Linked DNA regions of Anas platyrhynchos: region 1 is linked to region 2. Evidence: chromatin contacts called from public Hi-C data. All regions are on one chromosome and are shown on one strand. The core of a region is the stretch at or near the end of the contact, and the rest is flanking DNA. Distances in the headings are between cores, read along the strand shown. Region 1 overlaps ARHGEF4 (Rho guanine nucleotide exchange factor 4). Region 2 overlaps ARHGEF4 (Rho guanine nucleotide exchange factor 4).

Region 1 (6,665 bases), core at 251-2,750, 100 kb before region 2:
AGCCCATCCTCAAGAGTTCAATGTAAAAGGCCAATGCATAGAGGAATGGTAACAAGCACATGTTGAACCAACTATCCTAGCAGTAGAAGTTCTCAGCATTCACTACAGAACATAAAACCTGGGGGGGAAAAAAAAAAAAAAAAAAAAAAAAAAAAAAAAAACAACACCTGGCAGTAATGGAGAGACATGGAAAAAAATCAAGCTCTTACCCGTACAAAGCTGGCTGGAAACCAGCCTTCGCTGTCCAGAATCCTTCCCCACCACCATTCCTTGTTGGTAGCATCCATTACTTCAATGACATCACCAGCCTTGAATCCCAGCTCTTGATCATCCATCGTGACATGGTCCCAGAGGGCTTCTGCATACACCACACTGCCATCGCTGATGAGCTGTGGACAGAGAACATCAAACTGCCAGATTCTCACAGAAAAGCAGCCAGTGTAGCTGCAGCTTTGGCACAATTGCTGCTGAGACAAACAAGCATTGACTACTGCTTGCACCTCATGAGAAACATGAAAAAGAGCTGTCAGTAGTCTGGCAGGTGCTTCAACTGACTTTGCTCTCAGTAGCATTTGTTCCAAATCACTTGGGCACAGTGCATTTACCAACATGAAAAAAAAAAGAAAGTAATTTTGATGTACTGCAATCTCATAATGGTGAGTTTGCCTCAGCCAGCAAACAGGGCTCAGCAGTGGTACCTTGTTGGTGAAGGATGCCCATGCGCTGCCAGTGCAGCCCTGCTATGGACAACCTTGAAACAGAAGTGTGAGTGCTCATGTTTAGAGGCACACTTCAGAGCAGAAAGTATTCTGAGGCCTCAGTGCTGGCCTAGGATGGTAAGAGCTTTAAACCTTTAGAGTGGTTAAACTTAGCATTTAAGCTGCTTATAGTAAGTCTCCCAGAGAGTTCAAGTGCCTGTGCTCAGGGCCACTAGTTGTCTGTGAGACACCATGTCTCATAAAGGGCCTAATCTAGGAAAGAAAAAAAAATAAAATATATATATATATATATATATATAAATTCTCGGAAGACAATGGAAAGAGGAATCTAGGAGACCAGAGGGGGAAAAAGATGTACAAAACACACTGTCCATGGTTATGGGCCACACTGTAACACTGTCAGCCCTGCTACATAATGCACATGCTGTGCACCTTAGGTTGGCTTGATCACAGTTATCTACTGCTCATGGTGACTGGTTTTGTCCTTCTCAAAGAAAAAAAGATGCATGTTGTAAAAGAATGACAGAATAATAGCACATGCAGTAAATCAGGAGAGTTAACTGGAAGCATTTGAAAAAAAAAATCAAATATAGTCTGCCTCTGGATAGTAAATGTCCCTTCACTGAACCAGAAACAGCTTAATGCAGTGTATCCCTTTTGACAAAAATAACATCAGGATGACTGGGAAGGGGAGGATGGGAGGCTCCCACTTTCTGCAGAACCAGGCGTCAGCGCTCCCCTCTGCCTCTTTTCAGCTGCCCTGCGCTGCCACCGCACTCACGTGTGTGCTCACTGCAGGGTGCTGCTCCTCAGGGAGAAGAGCACCGAGACAGTGCAGCCCCACGGGCAGGGGGCGTAAGGGCTGGCACACAGCCAGTGCTACAGGGGGAAAATAATCCAGGAGTCTCAAGCAGCATCTCGCTAGCCAAGCTACTACAACATAAAGAGCTGAGTTCAGTCTGGTCAAATGGCAGGGATTTGGCCCAGTGTGCTGTGGAGGGGGACAGCTGGACTTGGCAATTAATGAGTGAAGGTTTTGGAGTGATCTGGGTTGCTGTTAACTCACAGGTCGCTTAGCAGGCCTGTTGCATAGACTTTGACGAGCCTGAAGTGTACTCAGCATTATGAATAAACCCCCTATTTCCATTTTTTGAAATCTTGTGAGCCTTGTCAGTCTTCTAGAAATGTAGAGCTTTAGCTCTCTAACACAAAGTGGAGAGGACTAGAATAGGGAAAGGAATGGATGTCAAAGGTACAATTTTACAAACTCAGCTACCAGGCTTCACTTACAGGAACAGCAGCTGAGCTGTGGGTGACGGATGTTGGCTGCGCTCACAAAGAGCCTCTGCTTTTTTGCTGAGCCACCTGTGGGTGCATGAGCTGGGCGTTTGCTTTAGCAGTGTGACTGCAGCTGGAGCTGGGGCCAAGCTGCATGGGGTTTTGTAACACGGTGGGTAGGGGCTGGCTGGCACTTGGGAAATGCCCACGTTAACTCATAAATCTCTGGGCAGAGTGGCATTCGGCAGCCTTTTCAACATGCACATTCTGACCAGTTCGTAAGGAATATGGCGCTTTCTAAGATAAAATCCCTTTGCTCTGTACTGAAATATGCTGTGCTGAATCACTGTGCACAATCAGCCAGCTGTACTGTAAGAGCTGCTCACCTTCCAAAGAAGCATGTATTAAAAGGAACACACCACTGCCAACCATGGCAGCTGCTAGGAGCAAAATGGCTTATCTTATTACAGTTTTTGATCTTTGCAATTAAAGTAAGGTTTGAAAAACAACTAATTAATCTCCATATGAAACAATATTTATGTGCTGGCTTTGTAATATCAAGGAGAACCCAACGCATGTTCTTGAACAGCCACAGTCTCCTGCCCCAAACGTAGAAGAGAATGGGAGACAATACAAACCCAGCTGCCCTTCAGCTGCCAAAGCTCCTGCAGCAGGCAGCACAGAAGACAAACACACTGGCTATTTTTCTTTGTTGATAGCAACCCCTAAGTTTGTAGGCAGCACTGCTTGCAACCCAAAGGCAGTACTAACACTGATGCTCTGAATTAGCCAAGCCCCCAGGCCCCATCTCTCTTCCCTGCCAGGGAGGCATGTGGGCTAGCTGAGGCTTGCTGCAGGACACCAGAACCCATCACAACTCCACAGCCCCAGCAAGTGCTTCCTTGCACGTATCAGGCTGCCATGACCCCCCTGCCACAGCGGTACACCAAAGGCATGTGTCTCCACGCAGGCGGCAGGCAGGCTGCCTTCCTCTTCCCTCAGAGGGACGGACCTGTGCAGCAGGCCCCAGAGTGAGCCACCAGCTGCCCTTTTGCCTGCTGAGTCAGCTGCACATTTTTTTTCACCACGGATTTTAGAGCATTGACTAAGGATAAGGATATTACGCTTGGGTATTTACCAAACTGACTGCGCATCCCCACTCTGAATATTTTCATTTGATAGTGTTCTCCTTAGCAAATTTCTCTGAGATGTCAGTCAGCCAAGATCTTAGTCCTGGGAAGTAAACTACGCTGATAGTGTATAGCGCTGCTTTTTTAATCAGTGCCCGAATTCCCACTCCTCCTGTGACACCTCATATAGCTGCCTCCATTTACCAAACGTTCAATGTTTGTCATCAGCATATTTGGTAGGAATGATTTCCTACAAAACCATTCTGACTAGCATTAATTACATTATTCCCCTTTATTTATACCATCCAACTGCAGCTTCCCCCTCGGAAGTGGCTTAAACAGATGGACAGAGGAGGAGGGTCCCCATCCGGCAGGCAAGGAGAAGCTTTGAAGCAGCCACAGGAGGAGGGAAGCAACCCTTGTAGAAAGCGGAGGCGGCAGAGCCGTGCTTCATCTTATTGCAACCTGCGTGTGAAGAGTACGGCATGACAGAGCTTACCAGGGGCATATGCGTGAGCCCAGCTAAATGTGATTTTTCAAAGTCCAGATTGATGCAAGAAGTTCCCCCAGTTCCTCACCTAAGATATAGCAGCTGATTATTTTATAGCAAGAAATAGACTGAAATTGCTTTAGGCCTTTTTACTTTCAGATGAAATAGGCTAGGAAAGCTCTTCTGAAAGAGCGGGGCAGTGACCTGCAGCTAAGGAGGCCCCCTCCTCATCTAGGTCCTGTCAGTGCCCTCAGTACCCCAGCCATCACTCTCCCACGACCTGTAAATCAGAAGTCTACTAATCTGGGACATCAGCATCCTTAAGCTTTGGCACTGAGGAAACAAGCTCTTATCAAATTCGATAGTACTCTGCTAAATGTTATCTTTATATCACATCTAGAAGTTCACTACTTCCAGCCGGTAGTGCTTAGAGTAAATAAAGCTATTAAACAGCTTCCATTTTAACCTTTCATGCAAGTTTCCAGAGGACAGTTATTTAAACTTATGTCTATTAGACATTTATTTTCTGGTATAAGTGATATTTTCTAACTCTTTCCAAACAAACAGATACAATGGTGATTTACTCAGTGATAAAATGGCAAATGAATTTCCCTGCTGATAAACGGAGCACAAGCCGTATCTAACACAAACGGCTGACTCTAAATGAGCTGCTCCTCAAGAATGTCTCTGCAGACAGATTTAGGAAAACACCAGCCTGGTGCATCAGGGTCAGAAAGTCTGAATGTCAGGGATGACTCGGAAAGAAAGAAGCAGAGAACTATAAAAGGCACAAAGAGCAACACCAGCTGGGAGTCCGGAAGAGTTTCCAGGCCAGAACAAGCTGAACAGACTTTGAAGCTGCAACAGAAAAAGGTGGATGGAGGCTGACCACGTGAAGGTTTAGAAAACGATTAACAGGCTTGAAATGCCAGGCCCATGTGTGAGATTGCCAGGCGAGAATTTTAATACCAAAGTAGTACTTTTTCCTGTTGTACATTATTATTCCACAAGATGCCATGAGCCAAACACAGATGGTTTTAAAAACAGATTAAGCAAATCTACGTCCTTCAAGGCCGCTTAAACGTATCATATCTGGATACCACCTCTGGCCCATCAAGGATCTTACACCTGGAAAGACACACAATGGAAAGAACAGGGCCATGCTTCAATGTTTTCCGAAGCAGTTACCCCAAGTCACAGCTAAAAGTGTTCCTGGCTGGCCCTACAGAGCTGGTCTTAGGTCATTAGTGCAGTAAAAAACACAAATGAAAATACATCTATTATTTTCCATTTTGACTATTTGCATTACCTGCAAATACTTCTTAAATAGGTGAGACCCCAAAACGTTAACTTGACGCAGACAGATACGTTCCCTGAGGTACAGCAACATTGTTGTTCAGCTAGAAAATTAGCAATTGCTAACACAGTAATTACAAGGACATTACATCCTCTGGGGTAGGGCTGGGACTTCTCAAGCAGGGGTAAGTACAACACTTTCTCACAGCTTAAACATAACAGATCCTACATGCTGTACATCCTACCCATGCAACCCTTGCCAAGCACATGGAGGAAGGTGAGTCACACGCATGGAGCAGCCATGTGCCCCTAACACTTGGACGTCCAACCCCTGGCTGCCTATTTTCTGGCCAAAAAAGAAAAAGGGGAGGAAAATAAGAGAGGACAAAAGTGTACCCAGGGAAACCTGACTGATCAGACGCCTGGGATGCATTCAGAGAGGAGTCCCTGCGTGCAGGCTACAAGGTGGGTATGCGTTGCATCCTCACTCAAAATGTTTAGAAAGGTCTTTACAATTAAGAGCTCAAAGAACCTAAAAACCACCTTAAGCTCACAAAGCCAGAGAACTTAAGTCATTCCAAAGCTCTAAATCAGCTTAAACAGCTTAAACTCATCTAAGACCTTAAAGTGTCTTAAGCATTTTAAACCCATCTAAAGCCTTTGAGTGGCTTAAGGAGCTTAAAAGCTCTAAGGCTTAGAAAGTGGCTTAAGTATCTTCAGCTTCTGGCAAGCCCACTTCTCACACCTCTCCCACGTGCATGGCACCTGCCACGTCAGGTTAAGGTGTCTGGTGTACCCAGAGCCCAGATCTCGGACAGAATCTTTCTTTTTAATGCTCTCCACATCTTTGGGAAGCGGTGCAGCCCTCTCCCAACAGCTCTGTCTGCACTGCAGGAGGCGGCGCACAGACACTCACCTGCTTGTAGCATGGCTTCCTAGGCTGGTGCCATAACTGCGCCTGGAAATCAGCCACCCTCTGCCCTTATCTTCATTGTCTGGAAAGACTGGAAAGGAGTAGGGGTGGGGTTGAACTCTCAGATCTGAACAAGATTTGTCCTGGGACACAAGCTACAAAGCTTCTTGTTTCTAGTTCCATTCTGGCTGTAGATGAATACATCTACTGATTCCCCTTCTCCACCTCCCCAACAGTTTTGATGTTCACGTTTACTTCAGGATGGGAAGTATTTACCTGGTTAACACAATGCCTTTTCTGATGCCCTAACTTTAACTGTACGATCTGGGACTGGAAATAGCCCAAGATGTTTCTGTTTGGCTGTTCACACATTTAGGAGTGACTACTTTTGCATCCTTTTTAAGCTACTGGTTTTCAGTCACACAAATAGATACAATTTTATTTAGGAAAATATATATATATTTAAATGGCACATTGACACATTATTATGTCACTTAAGCTACACATTTTCCCCATTCTCTTACCACTGCCTGCAGGATTGCATTTCCTTTGTGCACTCTAACCACTACATCCACTTACAATATTACTTCTCCTCTTCCTTCATTACAGTACCGCTCCTGATTCCACTGTGTCTTCCCTAACTTAATTTTGAGATTTTGCCTACCTCTTTTTTCACTTCCTCTTCCACCATTTTAACTTTGGACATGTGGGGAGCAGAGGTCCTCTTTGCCTACAGATCCCCTGTGTCACTGCTGCACTTTGTGGCAGAGGGTCTTAGGACAACATCACCGAACCAGGCCAGCTGCAGCTCATCCAATGTGGAGACTCAGCGAGCATAA
Region 2 (7,407 bases), core at 3,410-5,909:
GACTGTAAACTTTCAGTGTCTTCATCTTCTTTCCCAACATCCATTTCTTCTGTCTTTGCCTTGCTGCCAAAGAAGCTACTGCTTCCATGATTTTCTGCTGTGGCAGGCTTAGTTTTCCTGAAAGATGTCATTTTTGAGAAAACCAAAAACCTGGAAGCTTTCCCACTATTCCCATTCTTTGTTGGCTTTTGCACAGCTTTATGGAGACTGCTGTTACTTCCCAGGCCGTGGAATGAGTTCTCATCCATTTCCTCGCTGTTAGTGCTGCAGGTACTTATATTATCTAGGCCAACTGCACAAGCATTGTGGGTCTCTCTTTTCACAGAATAGTTAAAGACATCACACACATCAAGAGTCAATGCACTGTTTTTGCTAGAGGTAGCTGTGTTTTCTGCAGGAGAGGCCTCATTTTCTTCCCTAGGAGAAGGTTCTTCACAAATACCTATTTGTTCCTTTGAACCATTACAGCCTACAGTTCCTTCCCTGCCTACTACTTGCTCAGAGGTGATGATGCTGGGTCCTTGAAGATCATCAGCAGCACCATCTCCCTGACACAGATTGCTTATGCTGCACGTTTCCACTGCTACTCCTCTAGTTATATCACCTTCTTCCTCTCTGCTCTGATGTGCTTTGAATTCCTCTTCCTTAGTGACTTGGTCATTTTTTGTTTCAGCCCATGGCTTTCTGAACTCTTCTGTCTCTAAAGCAAAATCAGTCTTTGTTCTGTGTGCCTCAGTCTCAAAGATACCACATCTACTGTGTGATTTTGAAAGCACTTCTTCACATTTATCTGCTGTGTTTTCTGCAGTAAGTACATCATTGCCCCGTGGGGCAGTAACACTGCTGAATTCTACCTTCTTACTTGTTACTGTGGAATTGCTACAGGTGAGCACTAAGGATGAATCTGTTTTCTTGCTTTGCTCTTGTGAAATTTCTGCTTTTCCTTCAGCCGTATCCCCAACAGGGAGTAGCTCTACACTACCAACAAAGGTGCGGGTGGCCAAAATTTGTTCTTCACAGTTACAGCACTCACTCAGAACTCCCTCTGGCTCATCATGATCTTTGCTGGAAGTATGAGGAGACACTGAGTCCTTGCTCACTGTGTTTCTCAGTGTTCCGGTTACCCTTTCAGTATGAAGGTCATCAGTCAGTGTCTTGGACTGTAATCCTTTCTGTTCCACAGATATTATAACCAGGGCAGGCTTTAGCTCTGGAAGCTTCATTAAGTGCCTTCCCTGGCTTACATGATCTGATTTGGGAGTCATTTCCACAGCAAAGAAACTGTCCTCATCCTTTCCTTGATGAATAGGATGTTCATTTGCTACTGGTTCAGACTGACTCCTTAAGGCACCAGTTTTGCAATTTGTATTTTGATGCACTGAATCTCTGTGCTCCGCCTCTGTGTTACTGCCACCTGGTAACGCAGTTTCTGGGACTTTCCAATCGAAGTCAAGGTTAGAAGGATTGTCTACTTGTCTTCCTCCTGCCATGACTTCCACATGTGATAGTTCAGATTCCTGGACATTTTCCTTCAAACTTTTCTTCTGCGTTCTACTAGAGGAAACACAGTTTATAGAACAATTACAATCTCTGTTTTCCACAACAGCAGGAAAACCTACACAACAAGCTGCTAGGTTTTCAGTGTCAAAATTGCCAAATTCAACATTAGTATCACAAGGGAATTGATCCGCTTCCAGACCTCTTTCAGCATTGTACTGAGTACTTTTTAGAAGTTCTTCAGCATTTATGATCCCTGGTTCACAGTCCAGGGCAGACGATGTCTCCTTTTGTTTTGGATTACACTCACATGCATCTGTCTGGGTTGAAGATAAGCTACCAGCACATGTATTTCCTGCTTCTGGGCTAAGGCCACATGCCTCTGGTTTAGAGTTCAAATATACATCAACACACTGTGGGGAGCCTGCTGGTTGAGAAAGCTGACCCTCATTCAAGTCTATGTCATTATTAAGGAGGAATTGTTTTATGTCAAATTTGTCCTCTATTTTTATTGCCTTTTCAGGGCCAACAGGTACCCTTGCTAAGTTTTTCCAAGCACATTCAAAATCAAGCCCTTGATGATGTATTCTGGAACACGACCAACTCAATTTGTCTGCTGGATGAATACAGTTCCCAAAGTATTCTGCTTTTCTTTGAGCACTGATATTTTCAGGCACACTGTGCCATGTTTTACATCCTGTAACCTCTGACCTTGTGTGTAGTGACCCACAAGGTGGAGATTTTGATTTGAAGTGGCGCTGGTAGAAGAATGAATGTGATGTCAACATGGTTTCTGTACTTCCATGTTTTATCCTGTTACCTGTAGTTTTCTCACTGTCAACTGAGTTATTCCTGTTGCATTTTATACTGGACATGGAATCTAGTCCACATCTATAGTCAGATATCTCAGTGTAACTTTCATGGTAAGGTCCATTTGTTTCAAAATGAAGATTAGGCAAACTACAGCTTGATGCTGCATCTGTCTGGAAGGAAAGTTGCTGTACCTCAGGAAAAATCAAACAACTTCCTGAGTTAGCTTTGAAACAAGCAATGCTTAATACTGCAGGTTGTTCCTCCTGTCTTGTAACAGCAGCTTCTGTAGGTAAGGAATTGGGATAGGACTGCACTTCAGTGCTTTCAAAATCTGTTTTATTCAGCAATTCCACTACAAACTTTCTGTCTGTCTGTGATAAAATGCCCTCTTCACTCACTTGGTTCTCTGTGTTGGAAATACTGCTAGTTAATGTTAGATCTTCAACACCCACTTCACCTTCTGACTTTGTAGTTTGTAATTCATGTTTGCTTGGTGCTATTTTTATTTTGGAAGACGCTTCTAACTGCACCTGCCAGCTAAATTCTGTTCGCCTTGAGCACTTAAGTTCATGGAAGGTTGTTTCTGCCTTTGCTTTAGGAAGACTACAGCACAGATTTGGTTTTTCTGTAAAAAGGCAGTTTGAATCCAAACAAGTTTCTCCAGTTACATCACTGGCAACAGATTCTGTCTCTGATGCACTCTCGTAAGGTTCAGTTTTTACATCTGACAAAGATCCACTCTGATGTGACAGGGTTTCAAAATAATCTTCATCTGTGTCTTGGCTGGATCCTCGTATCTCCAACTCTATTGTGCTTGGAGTAGAAGAACTCAGATCATCTTCAAACTCGCCTTCACTGATGTAGTTGTCAACTGGCTCTGGGGTCTATGAATAAACAGCAAAGAATTATTTAGCAATGATTTATTAGAAAAGGAACTTAAAAACACAATGGATTTAACACACACTGGTATCTTCAGAAGTTATACTTGACATTTTACCTATTGATGGTCCTGAGGTCTTCATATTTCTTAGTTTTTCTTTCTTACTGCTTCTTAATTAATGCTTTTTTGTTGTTGTTGTTGTTGTTTGTTTGTTTGTTTTTTCATTTTAATATTTATTTATGCAGAGGCCAAAATTTAACTTTTGGCTACAGCTTTCATAGCTCACTACCAAAACACATTTCACATTCAAATAAGTCAAATGGAAAACATCCCTTGCCAGTAGATCTAAAAGCTCTAATTGATCCATCTTCAAATCTAAGGAGGCAGTTTATGCCATAAAACAGAGAAGTGATCATCATTGTCCAAATTACACAAATGTAACAAATATATACAGAATGGTCTTGCACTTAGATAACTGGATACTACCCATACCAAAGCCTGAACCAAAGGTGAAAGAAGTCTTTGATGTCATTTTGCAGAAGGCTTATACCAGGAGCACTACATATTTCAGTTATCAGAGCACATCCCAATCAGTGACTGAAAGCAAAAAGATCAAAACCATACTATCAACATTAGGAAATGTCTTTTTTGCATCATGGGATAGTGTCAATCTTCGTCTTTAACCATCAGAAAGAAACCCGGATATTTATTTCTCAAATATAATGCAGCAAATGAAATCACAACAAGATTTATTGAAGTAAAAATAGTACTTGCTCTCTGTCAGCTTCAGGTACAACTATTGTCAGAAGTTCTCCAGATGTATCAAATTTAAAAAAAAAAAAAGTAATGAACAGTGAAAGACTTTTCTAAAAACACACAAATAAGCAGCAGCCACCAAATAAGAACACAAGGTCCCTTGGCCTCAGTCACATGTCACCTTCATTAGAGTGTTTCATCACAGAGGAGACCTCACATTTATGGGAAGTCAAATTCCAAATCACAGCAAAGGGCATGTCACAGAGTTTACGATTATAGAATCCAAAACACTCAGGGTGAATTGGAAAAGGTAAGTCACTAGGAAAATAGGGTTATTTCCAAGTGGGAGTTGTGGTAAGCCAAAGAAACAGGATAGATTTGAAACAGATAAAAAGTTGGAGAGAGAAGGGAGATCCGTCAGTTCTGGAAAAAGAAAAAAAAATAAAAAAATATATATTTTTTCTCCCTCATCCAGTTTTGAACACTCAAGACACCTCTGATAAGCCTCAATGAGAAGACTGGTATTTTCTCTTGACAAAAGAAGGAAAATATTAACTGAATGGAGGAGGGAGGGCAGGATTCAACACTTCCAAGTCCACACAACTAAACCTGACCATATTGCAACATAACTGCAGCATGAGTCACGTAACCAATAGAGCAACTTGTCCTTTACTTTATGCAGTCAGTGATACACATAATGGAGGTCCTTGCGTAAAGTCAAGTCCCACTACCACCAGGACAGATATGAGCAGCATTAAGGCAGCACAGACTAGCATTTCACATAATGATTGAGCAGCACGAACCGTGAGCAGTTGGCTCACACAGCAGTGAGTACAGCAGCAGCTGTTCAGCAGTAACAGCACTGCCTCTCCAACAGTGTGCTGAGCACAAATTTACAGATGGCAATAAACTAAGATAAGAACTGTTCAGGCAAGTAGGAACAAAGTAATGAAGATGCCCAACTGTCCCCAAGGATAATTATGAATTACATTAAAAAAAAAATAGGGCATAGATCTCTTGCAGTCCAAGTTAAACTGAACCACAGGAGGTTTCGTCGTCATATGAAGGAGAACTTCTTTATGGTTCAGGTGACAGAGCACTGGAACAGGCTTCCAACCTCAACCACCCTGTGATTCTGTGTGATTCATAAAGTCACTAAAACAATACATCTCCCTCTTCTGCAAGAGACATGGGAGCTTGTTATTTCTCCTAAACAATGCACTTACTTTTTGCTGAAAAAGAAAATCTCAAAGCCAGTATTTGTGAGAACTTGCATTACGCTAACAGCGGCACGAGGAAACAACTTTCAGATGTCCTTTGTGTAAGTGTCCTGCTCTAGTTTTATTTAATGCCTCCACTAGAAAGTCTCCAAAAAGCTAAGCAATTCCAAAATCAGTAGGACTATGCAAGCAATTGCATAAGGCTCTGGCAGCTACCACCGCTCAAGGTGGTAGTGCCAGATGAAGGCAAGAGGGAGATGGGGTTGCAAGCAAAGGCCACAAAATTGTGCAGAACCAGTGGAGTATCAAAATATTTTAACAGCAGTTGGCAAAAACTCAGTACATTTCCCCTCCTGTCAGCTCGAGTGAAGCATTCCACTTCTGTTCAGTGAATGCTTCAACATTACAGCCCAGCAACCTGGCTCCAGAGGTAAATCTGGACCCCCCCAATGATAATTGGTTAGTAGAGGACTACATCAGCAAAAAATGCCACAAGCAGGTGGCCTGCTGCACTCCACACAGCTTCTCTGATTCCTTTCAGCAAGCCAGTTCCAACATGAAAACACTGTTGTAACCCAAAGCCAAAACCATTACCTCCCTGCTTCGACATTAACACTTCTACTACCGCATACTGCTTAGCAGAAATCTTAGCCAAAACGTGTTGGCTGAGGTGTAGTAGTAGTTTCTACAACCGCATCGTCTGGGTGCCATCTAGAGGCTGCAATAAAGAGCCTGGTCAGGCTCAGCTTGCGCAAATACATGCTCCGTTTAATAAATGCAAGCTGCATTCCAGTCTCTTACTGTGCTGCAGGTCAAGCATCTCACCAACTAATCCCTCAGAACTGCTTTAGCTTCATCCAGAGGTCTGCCCAGCAGATGAAATGATGAGGCAGCAAAGAGGCATAAAGATTTACTGAAGTAAAAGTAGAAGATAATATGCAAGAACTGCCGTTTGCGCCAGAAGTACATTTTTATTGATGTAGCAATAACAGACATAACTATTAAGAAAATATTTGTAGATATATTCTCACAGGTACATCCAAAACTGACAGCCTGTTTGCATCAAAAGAAATCCTGTATTTTAGCAAAAGCATTAACTACATAGGTTCACTCTTGAAATGTAAAATAATAAAATATATCAATAATTAATAATGTAACTGTTCTAGAATATATTAAAAATAATTTATTTGTCAATCAAACAATATAATAGGGCAAATAAAATTTGGACATGAACAGCAAAAAATTCAGACTCAAAAGCAGCTTCCCTGCACTTTGAAGCTATCTACTTTCATGGCGTTGCAATACTCCCTCTGCTGGCTAATGTGAAAGCAAAAACTGCTTCATTGCAAGTCTGCCTTCAACACATGAAAGGCCTACATTGCTGGACTTGATTATCTTTCCATGAAATTAGTATTTTTTGCTTGTCTTACAACACCAAGTAAATATTCTACCACCCTCCCTCCATTTCTTTAAATAGAAAAGAGCTCGGGACTGTCTCAGAAGAAAACAAAACAAAAACAAAACAAACAAACAACAACAACAACAAACAGAAGTTGCTATGTTCACATCTACATCTACATGCTTCTGTCTAAATTTTACCATTAACCTTTCTCTAAGGATAGATGCTCTTGCATGAGGTTTAAGCTCTTTGGTAGAAACAACACTTAGCTCTGTGCAGACCAAAAATCCTGCCCAAAATTCATGTGAATCCTTCTCCAAAGATAGAGTTCATGCTGAACTCTTGAGCTGTGTGGCTAGACAGCTTTCAAGTACTAACACCCTTCTACTAAAAAAACCCTTTATACTCTTAAAAAGGGGATCCTGGCCTCCTGTTCCCTGTTAAATGAACACAGCACAGTTATTTTTACTTCAGAGCATTTAAGAACATTCTTGCTGAGTAGGAACTTCAGGATTCTTGGTGAAACAAATGGAGACTTCTGGTCTAGCAGAAGATCACTTTTTTTTTTTTTTTGGGGGGGGGGTACATTTAAACATATTTACTATTTTTTTTTTTGAAGCCTTTCTGTTTTCTTGAGTGCCACTGAGAAATTATACAACAGATGCTGAATTTAAGGAGTAGAAAGACAACAAATATTTTAAAGACAGGGCAATCTCCTCTGAAGAAGAAAGCTCCATTAAATACAAGGTGTGGTCCAAAAAATCCTAAGTGTATGTGTGCAAATGTAGCCACAAGATATCAGATAATGTTTTCTCAATGACCAGCAATTCAGTGCCCAAGCA

Evidence for each region. A called contact is a pair of places that touch in the nucleus more often than the background predicts.
Region 1: a contact with region 2 is called in a Hi-C map of liver, with 4 times the contacts expected there. The contact joins two enhancer-like sites. A contact is called at or near these places in 3 of 8 Hi-C or Micro-C datasets (F1 follicle, liver and subcutaneous adipose tissue).

What each region holds. Positions count from the first base shown.
Region 1 is chr9:14,279,781-14,286,445 of IASCAAS_PekinDuck_T2T, reverse strand. It overlaps ARHGEF4 (Rho guanine nucleotide exchange factor 4), which reads right to left. Exons shown (of 16, transcript XM_005014360.6): 8 at 210-389. Among named protein-coding and RNA genes, the nearest start is that of PLEKHB2, 66 kb to the left of the region's middle. Within about 2 kb of position 1,500, at least 1 of the 8 cell types and tissues checked has an H3K27ac peak or open chromatin away from gene starts, as enhancers often do.
Region 2 is chr9:14,179,878-14,187,284 of IASCAAS_PekinDuck_T2T, reverse strand. It overlaps ARHGEF4 (Rho guanine nucleotide exchange factor 4), which reads right to left. Exons shown (of 16, transcript XM_005014360.6): 4 at 1-3,194. Among named protein-coding and RNA genes, the nearest start is that of ARHGEF4, 91 kb to the right of the region's middle. Within about 2 kb of position 4,659, at least 3 of the 8 cell types and tissues checked have an H3K27ac peak or open chromatin away from gene starts, as enhancers often do.